2 separate regions of the Arachis hypogaea genome follow, and region 2 is linked to region 1. A link is a contact called in public Hi-C data. All regions are on one chromosome and are shown on one strand. The core of a region is the stretch at or near the end of the contact, and the rest is flanking DNA. Distances in the headings are between cores, read along the strand shown.

What was found. A called contact is a pair of places that touch in the nucleus more often than the background predicts.
Region 2: a contact with region 1 is called in a Hi-C map of an unstated tissue, with 4 times the contacts expected there. The contact joins the promoter of LOC112782235 here to the promoter of LOC112784673 in region 1. A contact is called at or near these places in 2 of 8 Hi-C or Micro-C datasets (leaf and an unstated tissue).

What each region holds. Positions count from the first base shown.
Region 1 is chr20:105,185,764-105,192,100 of arahy.Tifrunner.gnm2.J5K5, forward strand. It overlaps LOC112784673 (phosphoglucan phosphatase LSF2, chloroplastic), which reads right to left and starts at 4,898. Exons shown (of 4, transcript XM_025827964.2): 1 at 3,772-4,898; 2 at 3,357-3,562; 3 at 2,854-3,024; 4 at 1,813-1,994. The coding sequence starts at 4,045. The coding sequence ends at 1,890.
Region 2 is chr20:105,693,208-105,699,069 of arahy.Tifrunner.gnm2.J5K5, forward strand. LOC112782235 (protein NRT1/ PTR FAMILY 5.1-like) reads left to right here and starts at 2,503. Exons shown (of 4, transcript XM_025824583.3): 1 at 2,503-2,894; 2 at 3,103-3,323; 3 at 3,765-4,312; 4 at 4,762-5,708. The coding sequence starts at 2,744. The coding sequence ends at 5,581.

The sequences.
Region 1 (6,337 bases), core at 3,648-6,147:
AAGGAACTTGGCTTGGCCTTTCATAGATGCACTAACACAAGGCTTTATGCATTTTCAGACTCAGACTGGGCTGCTGACATTGAAGATAGAAGGTCAATATCTGAGTTTTGTGTCTATTTTGGGACTAATTTAGTGTCTTGGTCGTGTAGGAAGCAGTCTACTATAAGCAGGAGTTCTACAGAGGTAGAATTCAGGAGCTTGACGTCTTGTGAAGCTGAATTGGTCTGGCTGCGAAATCTTCTTCATGAACTAGATGTCCCTCTACCGACTCCTCCTACGATTCACTGTGATAACCTGAGCACAGTCCTCCTTATGCATAACCCAATCCTTCATGATAAGACGAAACATTTTCAACTTGAAGTTCAGCTCATTAGAGATAAGTTGAGGAACAACTCTCTACATATTGTGCACATTCCAAGTGCTGAGCAAATTGCAGATATCCTTACCAAGCCTTTATCTGATACTTCCTTTGAGAGATTGAGGATCAAACTGCGAGTTGCTCTTCGACCATACTCGAGTTTAAGGGGTGGAAAGGAGAGAAAAGATAAAGATTCTAAATTTTTATTCATAAAAGAATTAGTAAAATAGTAGAGAAGTAGTTAGTTTAGTTTTATTTGGTGGTATATTCTGTTTTGAGTGAATCTTGGTGTAGGGCAGTTATATATATCTTTGTCTTGTGTATATATATAAACTACTGTAACTTTAGTGAGTTGGTGTATTCATTATTTATTCTTTCAATTTTTAGCTTCTACCCTCTATTTTTCTCTTCTCTTACTTCTCTTTCTTTCTTTGGTGTTCTTCTCCCTCTCGTTCAAAATTCACAATTCTAAAACTTCTTTAAATTTCAATATATCCTTTCAATTTCAGTGAATATTTTTATTTAGTTTGAATCTTTTTTCTTATTTATCTCATTTGTTTACATTATGGTCTCATCACGAAATCTAAAATGAGAGTTTTTTACATCTTTAATCACTAAATGACAACTACAATAATTTAGGAGGTATTTATAATCTCTTATTAGGTTAAAATAAACAAAATCCTAAGTCCATAAACATAAAATCTAACTTATTAACTAAATAAACAAAATTAAAATACATCAAACTAAAATAAACATTCTACAAACATAAACTAATAACTTTTAAATAATATTTGAACTTTTCATATTACGAACATTTAAAATACATATCACTTTTAAATATTGTTGACTAATTACTGATAAAAAAACAATAAATTCTACTGAGTCTCTTGTATTTTCCGTAAATATAAACTGATGAGTTAGGTCTTTTACAATCGTCAACTACAATGTACAGAAACACAATATGTAGAGAGAAGACCATGTACAACGTACGCTTGGGGGAAGGAGGGGGGGGAGAATCGATTTTGTGCCTTGAAAAAAATTGAAGAAAGATAGATGTCATTCTCTTCTCTAAAAATTATAATACTCACTCCTCACCGTACTTAATTCTCAATTTTTGGTGTCGTGAATCTACAACAAAGTTTTTCATTTTCCTCTCCTTATCCTCTTCTTTCTTCTTCTTAAGGCGGTATTGTTGGAAATAGACCAAGTTTTCAAATTTCATACTATATAAATTGTTTTCATTTTTTTTATGGAACTCAATTGAGAGTAATAGTGTTGGCAAGTCATTAGTAGATATTGTGGTATGAATTTTGTGTAGTTTGATGTTATTTTATTGTGTGCAAGGGTTGGGTTTTGGTTTAAGTTTGTTCTGAAAGCTGCTTGAGGTTGCACGGCCTCTGGAAATTTCCACGGTCTGTGCACTTTCCAAATAGAGTTGCTGACAGGATTGGCTATTAGATCAACAAACCATTCTGGATTCTCATATATTATGATGAAGTCTAATACATTATTTACAAAATTGATTTATTTTTCATTCCATACTATACAAGTTATATATGCCTATGAATGTGCTTGGAAGTTGGATGTATTCCCAGTTTCGAGCATCATCATGACGTGATTGCATCTTGAACCAACCCTGCAAGTTTCCAGGATATGCATGAATCTTGTTAAATAGAAACCTCTCAATCATGACACAGAAAGAAAATAGAGAGCAAATCTAAGTGCTAGTGAGCGAATCTGAAATCTTTATTCATCTTGTCTGAGTCTATACACTGAAACTAGCTAGCTAGAATCAGTGCTAACTTCTATCATAACTGACCTGAACTACTTGTTATTAACTTAATAGCAGAATGCAGCTAGTTTTAATATGCACAAGCTATAACCTAGATATACTACTCCAGGCTGCATCATATACACTGAGCTATCACAAATATAGCATTGCATCGTTAGATCATACATCATATGTTTTTTACATGAGTTCATAACAGTTGGCACATGAATCCAATAGGTGATGTTTTGATCCAGAATGCAAACACATGGAACCAATTTTCATAACAGGAACACTTAAGTTTTCAAGTTCCACGAAGGGAGCGAACGCGATCTTGAATCAATTTCCTCTCCCAGTCTGCTATATCTTCAAATGCATGATCTGGAAGAGACTCAAATGGCTCCTTCCATGGATCATTCTTGGCCAAATCATTGGTAGCTCCTCGTATTGCTCTTTTATTAGGTCCACATGGTCTCTTTGAAGTTAACAACTCATATGCGGTATTTAGCTGTCACAAGAAAGATAACACATTCTTTTCTTGATAACTAAGATTTCTTAAGAAACTGTGAACTAATCTGTCATACAGATTAAAAATACCGTTTTTCCATAACATGAGCTAAACCTCATATCTAGCAAGAAAATTAGTGCAACCATAACATTACACTTAAAAATATCAAATTTGATAATCATTTCTTGAATCAAAGATAGGTGGAAGTTTAGAACTCACATTCATGTCATAGAACCAGAACAGATAAGCTATTGCCACCCCTGGTGCTCTCCCAAGTCCAGCAGTACAATGCACATAAACTCTTCCTTTTCCCTCTGAGATTGCCCATTCCAATGATGAGACTGCTTTAGGTAGAACATTTCGCAAGGAGTTTGGATCAAAGTCAATTGCCTAATAAAATAGATTTATAAAATATATCAAGCTGTGAATTATAATCCAATCTCAAAAAAGCAAGCAAAGCATTTAACAAACTCACAACTCTTTCAGAAAAAGGTTTTCTAACACATTTAAAGCGCCATGTCAATTGCACCAAAAGTATAGGGATCCTTGAGTTAGCCATACATTGTATTAACCAGTTAGGAAAAATTAAAATCTCTATCTCATGACAATGCCATTAAGCAAGATAAGTTGGTATTGTTGTATATACTTTCATAAAATTCAGAGCGGGTATTGTTTTCTCAACAAAATTGACTGAAATGCAGGCTTGTAGCTTTCTTACTTACCGGCCTCCTCATATGTCGAACATCGAGTTCATGACACCTCCTTGTTATCGACTTCAAGTCTATTCCCCAATATTCTACATCCTTATCCTGCTGCAAGTTCAGAATGTATGTCACACCCTCTTCCTTCTTGAGGTGATCGATGTCTTCCGGTTTCTGTGGTTGGGATCCCACAATGAGATTGTCAGTTATAAGTGTGTAATTCATACCTGAAATAATTCAATCACAGATTGCATCAGCAGCAGCAATCATATTACTGATGCTATGCATTTTATATAATAGACACAAATTAATACAGCAGTAACTGTTCCTTCTAGCACCTTATACAAAATGCAAGTAATTAACAAAGGAAACCCATCATTATATCAAACAGTTGGCATTCATAACTAACAAATAGGGAAAAAAAGAGGAAACTAACCCAGATCGTGGTGATACTCATAAGGATTCCTCATCATTCTCTTCATAGCAATATTGTAATCTTCCATTCTGTCCTTGGATTTAGAGGCAGTGGTATTGCTGGTGGAGGGTTTGTGCTTCTCATCAATGCCATTTTCTGATAGCTTCTTGCAGCATATCCGAGTGAATCTAAGAGAGTAGTTAGGAACCACAAAAGTGCATGGCGATTTGTACCTCCTAAGTACTTGTGTGTTCAACAAAGGAGATCCTGGTACTGAAGGAAGTGTTTCCATCATCTTCTTCTTCTAGTTGGTTTTTGTTTCTAAGCGAGATTATATATATGTCATATAATTGATGAAGCTTTATTTACTGAAATACCCTCCAATATATGAGGTGGCTGATGCTGTAGCAAACTAACTAGCAATGACACCAAGCTTGGTTTGTTTTATGGGTTGGGTCATGCTTACTATTTCTGGGTATATATTAAAAAGCCTGTTCATGACCAAAAACAAAAAAAAAAGCCTGTCGAAGAAAAAAGAAGGGATGGGGCATCTATGGATTTCTAGACTGCCACATCCGTTGGGTATATATGTAATTAGCAACTTTGGTTGGGTTGTAGTTAAATAATAGGAAGTAATGGGCAATGGTAGATGCTTGAGTAGTATGAAAGTGAAAAATTGAAAATTCTAAACCTGAATTTGGTTGCAGCGGATCAGGGGGCTACAGATAATATTCTACGGTTAATTAGAGGTATGCTTGGTTTGTTATTATCTGGAATTTGACATGCATTATTGTCGTATAGTTGCACTTATTTTCTCTTCGTATCATGATCTTTGTTTAATGAAGCAAGAGATATTTTCATCCGAAAATAAAAAAAAAATCCTTTCGTTTACCAAAAAAAGAAAAATGTAAAGAAAAAGGTGACTAAATGTATGAATTCTCTAGTCAGTAACAAACGTATGTATGAACATAAAAAAAAGGGATGTCTTCTGTTTCGGGTTGAATGTGCAGTCAATTTGTTGGATCAGATCCAAATAATTGTAATACTTACTCACTTGCAACAAAGATTGTCTAGTTGACTTTCCCTCATGGGTCAATTATATGGCACTAGCTAGCCACATGTTGTATACAGACTACTCGATCTACTCTAGTACTCTTGATGAATCATATCATTTATATAATGTATAAGGTACTACTTGTACAACAAATTGAATCTCCATATACAGTCTCTATTGTTTGAAGTTACTCACCCTCCAGGCATCCTATGTCATTTCACATTTACACACCTAAAAGTGGTTTTTGGACACAACCTAATTCAAATATCAAAAATAGAGTTATAATATTAAAATGCGAGATCTGTTTCGAAATTTCAAATAGGTATTTCTATGAATTATTTTCCCTTTATTTATTAAGTGAAATTTTAAATAACGTTGGGTCTTTTGATAATAAATACTGATATGCCGCTCATAAATTTTGGATAAGAATTCATGAATGTAATTCACAAAATACAACAATCTATGGCAGAGAATAAGGCTTCCCTTGACCCACATGAATGACATGCCATTGACTGCTTGTGGGTGACAGCTGAATTGAACAAGAATCTATCAAGTATCAACTCTACCTTAGCGTGTGCACTCTAATTATTATTATGATCCCATTCGATTAAATCCATTTGTTGAAGTGATAGAGCTTAAATCAAGGTTTTTAACGTTTATATTTTTGTAAGGATTTCTTAATCTCACTCTGTCACTTTCACATTATTAGTAGATAGATAAGGTATTCAATATAGGAGCGGGACTCAAAAGGTTTCTTTGCATTATAGTGCACCTAATCCCACTCTTGATGTTTACTTGTTTTGTGTTGTGTGCCAAACTGCCAATGCAATAAAGCTTTAGTCTTATTTGGTGCCACCACTGCCCTGTTTTCTCCGGCTTATTAATTATAAAACATTGAAAACCATATCTCTTTCAATGCCACTAATTCTTGAATGAGAAATTAAAGAAATGATCCTACATATGTAGCACAATTATATAAACGTGTAAACTTTTCATTTCAATGAGTGCAAAGTCCAGTGATCATTCCTTAGTCTTTTCATTATCTATATATAGGATTATTATTGTTACAAAAACAATTAAATGAGTCCCACTAAGGAGACAACGAAGGGGAGTGGATCCTCTCCAGTGAAAAAAAAAACTGGACAGTGAAAGATCTCACCTTTCATTCCATTCTCTCTCTCATTTATTTTTGGTCCCACTTGAAGAATTGAAGATGGGAGATTACACTGTATTCTCTCCAGTGACAAAAAAAATGGAGAGGATCCATTTCCGACAATGAAGTATGTATACAATATGTACAATGGACTGTTTATTTAGTCTAATATATATTAATAATGTAAATTAAACATTATTATTCCTAATTTTTAGTTGCTTTTTGTGATTTCTACCCCCAATTTATTTCAATTTTTTCACATTAACCCTCATCACCCACCATTACCTACCCTCCAAAAAACCCCATTGTTTATTCCGCAGAAAAACCCCTTTCTTCGCCGCTCTGCCGTGTGCGCAGCAACTTGCGTTCTACCGCTCTGT
Region 2 (5,862 bases), core at 1,253-3,752, 510 kb after region 1:
AGGTTCTTCAACACCTCAAATGTATTAACACAAAGAGTCCAATGCAACACCAACTCGGGGTATTTGTATAAAATCCCTTCGTCAGTATCTTTCATAGATGTCTTGGGATAAACGCTTACAACAATATACTAACCACAAGGAGTGCTAGGGGGCAGTAACTTTTGTGATTTGTAGCCATCAAGTAGCCATCGATAATGTTTTTAATGGTGTGAGATTTCATCCAATAGTGTGGGATTACTCATTTTTCTTTTGTTGATTATATGCTGGCCAGAATTTAATAAAGTTGATAGCCCTCTAAACTTTTCCTACTAACCACCATACATGTTAAAGTAATATCAGATGAAAATAACTAAGATTCAAGATTTGTATTGATTCAAGCTTTAATGAGTCACTTATATAGACATACAATTTTGTCATGTGAGCATATATCACAAAATAGTTAGACATATATTTTATATGCAATGACGATGAGATAATTATATATTTATCTTGTTTCAGTACCAATAAAATACGTGTATTTTGAACTTTGTTATTTATCTTATTTTCACACAATATATCTCTTAAAATTTTTCAGTATATCTCATTTGTAGTTAGAATGAAATATGTTCATAATTATATCGTTCTCACTGCAAACAAAATAAGTAATTTAGATTAAAAAAGCTTAATTTTCTTGGAATGTGACTATATACGTAAATGTTAGGGTTAAGTACGATTTTGGTCCCTAAGATATAGGCCGAAAATTTTTTTTCTTTCCCAACCTTTTTTGGTATACAAAATCGTCCTTAAGGTTTAACTTGGTCTTAAAATCGTCGTTCGGAACCAAAATACCATTTTTCTTCTTCATCAAAATACTCTATTTCTATTCTTCTTTTTCTTCTTTTCCATCACAGCAACATCTGTTTTTCTTTTTCTTCTTCAACTAAAATTTTAACAAAATTTTAACTAAAATTTCAAAGGCAGCAACAGAATTTCAACAACAGCAACAAAATTTCAACTAACAAATATTAAAAAATTAAAAACAGAATTTCAACCAGCAAAATACAAGAAGAAACAGAAACAAAAGAATGGAATCAGGAATTCCAACCAGAAACAAAAGAATGGAATCAGGAAGAAATAGAAGTAGAAGAACAATAGAATCAATCAGAATAGAATCAGAGTCAACAACAATAATGTGATTAAAAAAATCAACAAATCAACAAATCTAACAATGTAATTAATAAAAGAAACAGAAGAAGAATAAGTGGAGTTGTAGTGGCAGTGTTGGCCATTGCTGGTGGAGGGAGAACAGGGGCTGTCCAGTTTCTAGTTCAGCGAGAGAGAAGCTGATGAAGATGGTGATGTCGCGGGTAGCTTGTTGGAGAAAAGAGGTCAGCTTCGGTGATCTCTGTTTATTGAGAGAATAATTGAGGGCGAGCAAGGGTGAACGATTAGATTGGGAAGGGACGAAGGAGGGAGATGTCGCGATGGCCTAGGTGTCGACGGCGGCGCTAAGGATCGGGGGATTTTGGTTCGCGGAGAAGGGGACAGAGAGCTCACCACGACGGAGCTAGCGCAAAGGGGAGAAGAGGGAGGAGGGCAAGGAGATGTGGGGTGGAGCATTGGAGCTGTGGTGGGAAAAGGAAAAGAAGAATGACGTCGATTCCCTCCCCCATCCCCCTCCTTCTCCTTCCCTCCCCCCACCATTCTCCCTCTTGTCCGTTTTTTTTCTCTTTTTATTTTTTTATTTTATAATTTATTTAGCTATGGATAATTTGGTAATAAAATTTAAAATTTAGGTATAAAAGACGATTTTAAAACTAAGTTAAATTTTATGGATGATTTTGTATGAAAAAAAGGTTAGGGATAAAAAAAATTTTCGACTTATATCTTAAAAACCAAAATCGTACTTAACTCTAAATATTATATTTATTTTATTTATTAAAACAAATCCGATATAAAATTCTTACACATGCAGAAGAGTAGTTGACACTTGACACGTATATAATTAATAAGACTTGTATTGATTTAAAAAAAAAAAAGAAAGAAAGAAGAAACTGATATTTTAAACTCTTTATTACAAAATAGCAAATCAATTGCAAAACAGAACGATTTTGAATATTCAATACCTTATTAATTATATACCCAAATAAGAAAAAATAGCATTCAAAGTATTTAAGGTGTTAAGTATTATTGGATCATTTAGCAAGTCTTACCTAGAATAAAAAGTTGTTAATTCCAAACAAGTTATTGAGTTATTGATCCAACAATAATTTCTTTATTACATTTTTTAGACTTTATAGAAGGGTCAAAGTTCAAATGTCATGGAAAAGATATAGCAATTACATTATAAAAATATTATTTATTCATTAAAATCAATTATCAAAATCAATCTATATAAATATATATATTATTTAACTCATTTTTAATATATATTTTATATCTTAATATATATTTTATACTAATACCTAATTTAGCATACACTAACATTATATTATATATAATAGAGAATCGCACAAATTGCATATAGCGAATTATAGGCCATCCTCTTCTGATCTTTCAATTCGTTTTCGTATTTCATAATTTTCTTTTCAATAACTCGTAAGGACCAAATCATATTGCTTCATTACACATGAAAGGGCGCATAGAATCCATTCAAAGAATAAAATAATCATGAAATTTGCCTATTTCTTCAACCAAAGAATGATATATACCACATAAATAAATGTATAGATAGATTGATAGATTCATCTTCCTTCTTCCATCAATGAATCTTAATTATTGCTTCCATCACAACAAAATTTTCTGTGACATGGAGGACAAAAATAGTTACACTCAGGATGGCACGGTTGATCTTAGAGGAAAACGAGTGCTCTCTTCTACAACTGGGCAATGGAAAGCTTGCAGATATATTCTTGGTATATAATTTTCTCTCAGATATTTTTAAGTTATGATTAAAAAATTAGCAACTCATGATGATATTGATATTAGATAGTTAGAAGTTAGTTGCTTGCTTTCACATATAGGTTTATATATATAAAACTTTAGGGTTATATAGAATACAGAATTACTATGATGACTCGAATTAATATATGACGAGAGTATGTATGTATGTATTAATGGTAGCATACCAAGCATTGGAAAGATTTGCCTACTTTGGAGTAGCTGCTAATTTGGTGAATTATATGACAAGCCAACTCCACAAAGACTTGGTATCTTCAATAAGCGATGTGAATAACTGGTCAGGAGTAGCATGGATAACCCCAATTCTTGGTGCCTACATAGCTGATTCTCATTACATGGGGCGCTTTTGGACGGTCACTCTTTCACTCCTCATATATACCATAGTAAGTTTTAATTCATAATTAATACACTAATACCCCAAATCATTTGTTATAAAATTATTAGTCCGATATTTTAGTTCTCAACGAATTTTAATTACTAATTTAATTCACACAAATTTTAATTTTGTTAGATAAATTAGTCCTCACATGAGATTATCTGTCTATATAAAATAATTGATCCGAAAATTTTTACAATTTTTAAAAATTTGTCTTTATTAAATAACAATAGAAACTGATTTATCTAACTTTTTATCAAAATTTGATTTGAAAATTGATCTCTGACAAAATAATTTAAAAATTGATTCGATTATCAAAATTTTATAAAGATTAAATTATCCAACTAAATATTTTTTTAAAATCGATTTGAGATATTACTATTAATTTATTACTACTGTGATGGATAAATTTTTAATATGAGAGACTACTTCACTATGACACACACAGGGAGTTGTGCTTCTAGTCCTGACTACTTGGCTGAAAAGCTTGAGACCAAAGTGGAACAGCAATGCAAGCAACTTACAACTATCACTCTTCAATCTATCACTATACACTATAGCAATTGGAAGTGGTGCATTGAAGCCAAACATGTCAACTTTTGGTGCTGATCAATTTGATGATTTCAACTCAAAAGAGAAGCAGCTCAAAGGTTCATTCTTCAATTGGTGGACTTTCCACACATCATGTGGTGCTTTAGTTGCTACTTTGGCTGTTGTCTACATTCAAGAGAAGGTTAGATGGGAATGTGGTTATGCCTTGTGTGCTATTGGATTTCTATTTTCGGTTATTGTTTTCTTTCTGGGCACCCCATTATATAGGCACAAATCTAGAAATGCCAAGACTTGCCATGAAAAGGATTTCATTAGGGTCATTCTTCTTGCCTTCACAAATAGAAACCTTCAGCTTCCTACTTCTCCTTCAGAGCTCCATGAATTTGACTTGCAACATTATGTAAATAGTGGAACGAGGCAAATCCATCACACTCCCCGTTTCAGGTTAGGTAATAAGCTGGTATAGATCTTCTTAATTTAATTTTGGTTTAATTAATTTGATGCAAGGTGGAGTTTCACTAAATCTTAAATTAATTACTTCGTACAGTTTAACATTTTTTTATACTAAATAAAAATTTTCAATTACTTTTTAGAAAAAAATACAATTTTTTAGAATATTTACTTTTAAAATATTCTAACTTACATTAAAAAAAACGGATATTTTAAAAATATTTCATATCTTGTTAACAAAGACTGAAAGACCTATTTAAATTTTTTTATCTATATTGAACTACAAACTTTTAAATAGTAAAAATATTAAAAGTAGTAACAAAATAGTTAAACTTTTAATGTTTTACTGGATAAGTAATTATAAGATGGAAAATTAGATTGAGGGATGAATTATGAAGTGTAGTCCTAAAATGGCACAGCTAAAAAGTATTGAATTGTTACAGGTTCTTAGACAAGGCAGCAATAAAAGAGAGCAAAAATGCAGCATGCACAGTGACTCAAGTAGAAGGAACAAAGCTTGTTCTAGGAATGCTTGAAATATGGCTACTAATGCTAATTCCAAGCAATTTCCTTGCAGTAGAGATGACCATTTTTGTCAAACAAGGTACAACATTGGACAGAAGCCTTGGCCAGAGTTTTCGCATTCCGGCCGCCTCCCTCTGGAGCTTCCTAGTTGTCACAATGCTCATTTCCCTCCCAATCTACGACACTTACTTCGTACCGTTCATGCGCCGGAGAACCGGAAACATGAGAGGAATCACGTTGCTACAGAGGCTGGGCGCAGGAATCGCTGTGCAGGCGGTAGCAATGGCTGTGTGCTGCGCCGTAGAGATTCAAAGAATGAATGTGATAGCACAGCAACATATAAGTGGCCATGAAAAGATAGTTCCTATGAGCATATTCTGGTTGTTGCCACAGTATATTTTACTTGGCATAGCAGACACATTTCTTATGAGTGGTTTGTTGGAATTCTTCTATGATCAATCCCCTGAAGAAATGAAGGGTCTTGGAACAACGTTTTTCACAAGCTCTGTTGCTGCTGGGAGCTTTTTTTGCACGTTTTTGGTGACTATGACGGATAACGTTACTGGGAAAGTCAGTGGTAAGAGATGGATAGGGAACAACCTTAATGATTCTCACCTAGATTATTATTATGCCTTTCTTTTTGTCATATCTCTGCTTAATTTTGGGGCCTTTCTTTGGGCATCAAGTGGATACACTTACAAGAAAGAGAATACCTTAGAATTAGAGAGTCCCTTATGAGAAATGTGCTTTTCCTTTTTAATCAATATTAGTTATTCATGTGTCGTTAGTTATTTAATAACTCATCATAATGTATTTCTAACTTGGCCCTCAAGGGCTACACAAATACATGTTTAGATCTATACAATATCATCTCTCCATTCTTTTTTTCTCTAACCTAAAATATACATGTCATGTAGTCGATTCAATTGAAAAGTATCACCGATACGAAGGAAAAAAAAGTTAATTAGTAACAGTTAATTAGAGGTGTCTATAGACTGGTCCACTCCAAAGACCTGGCC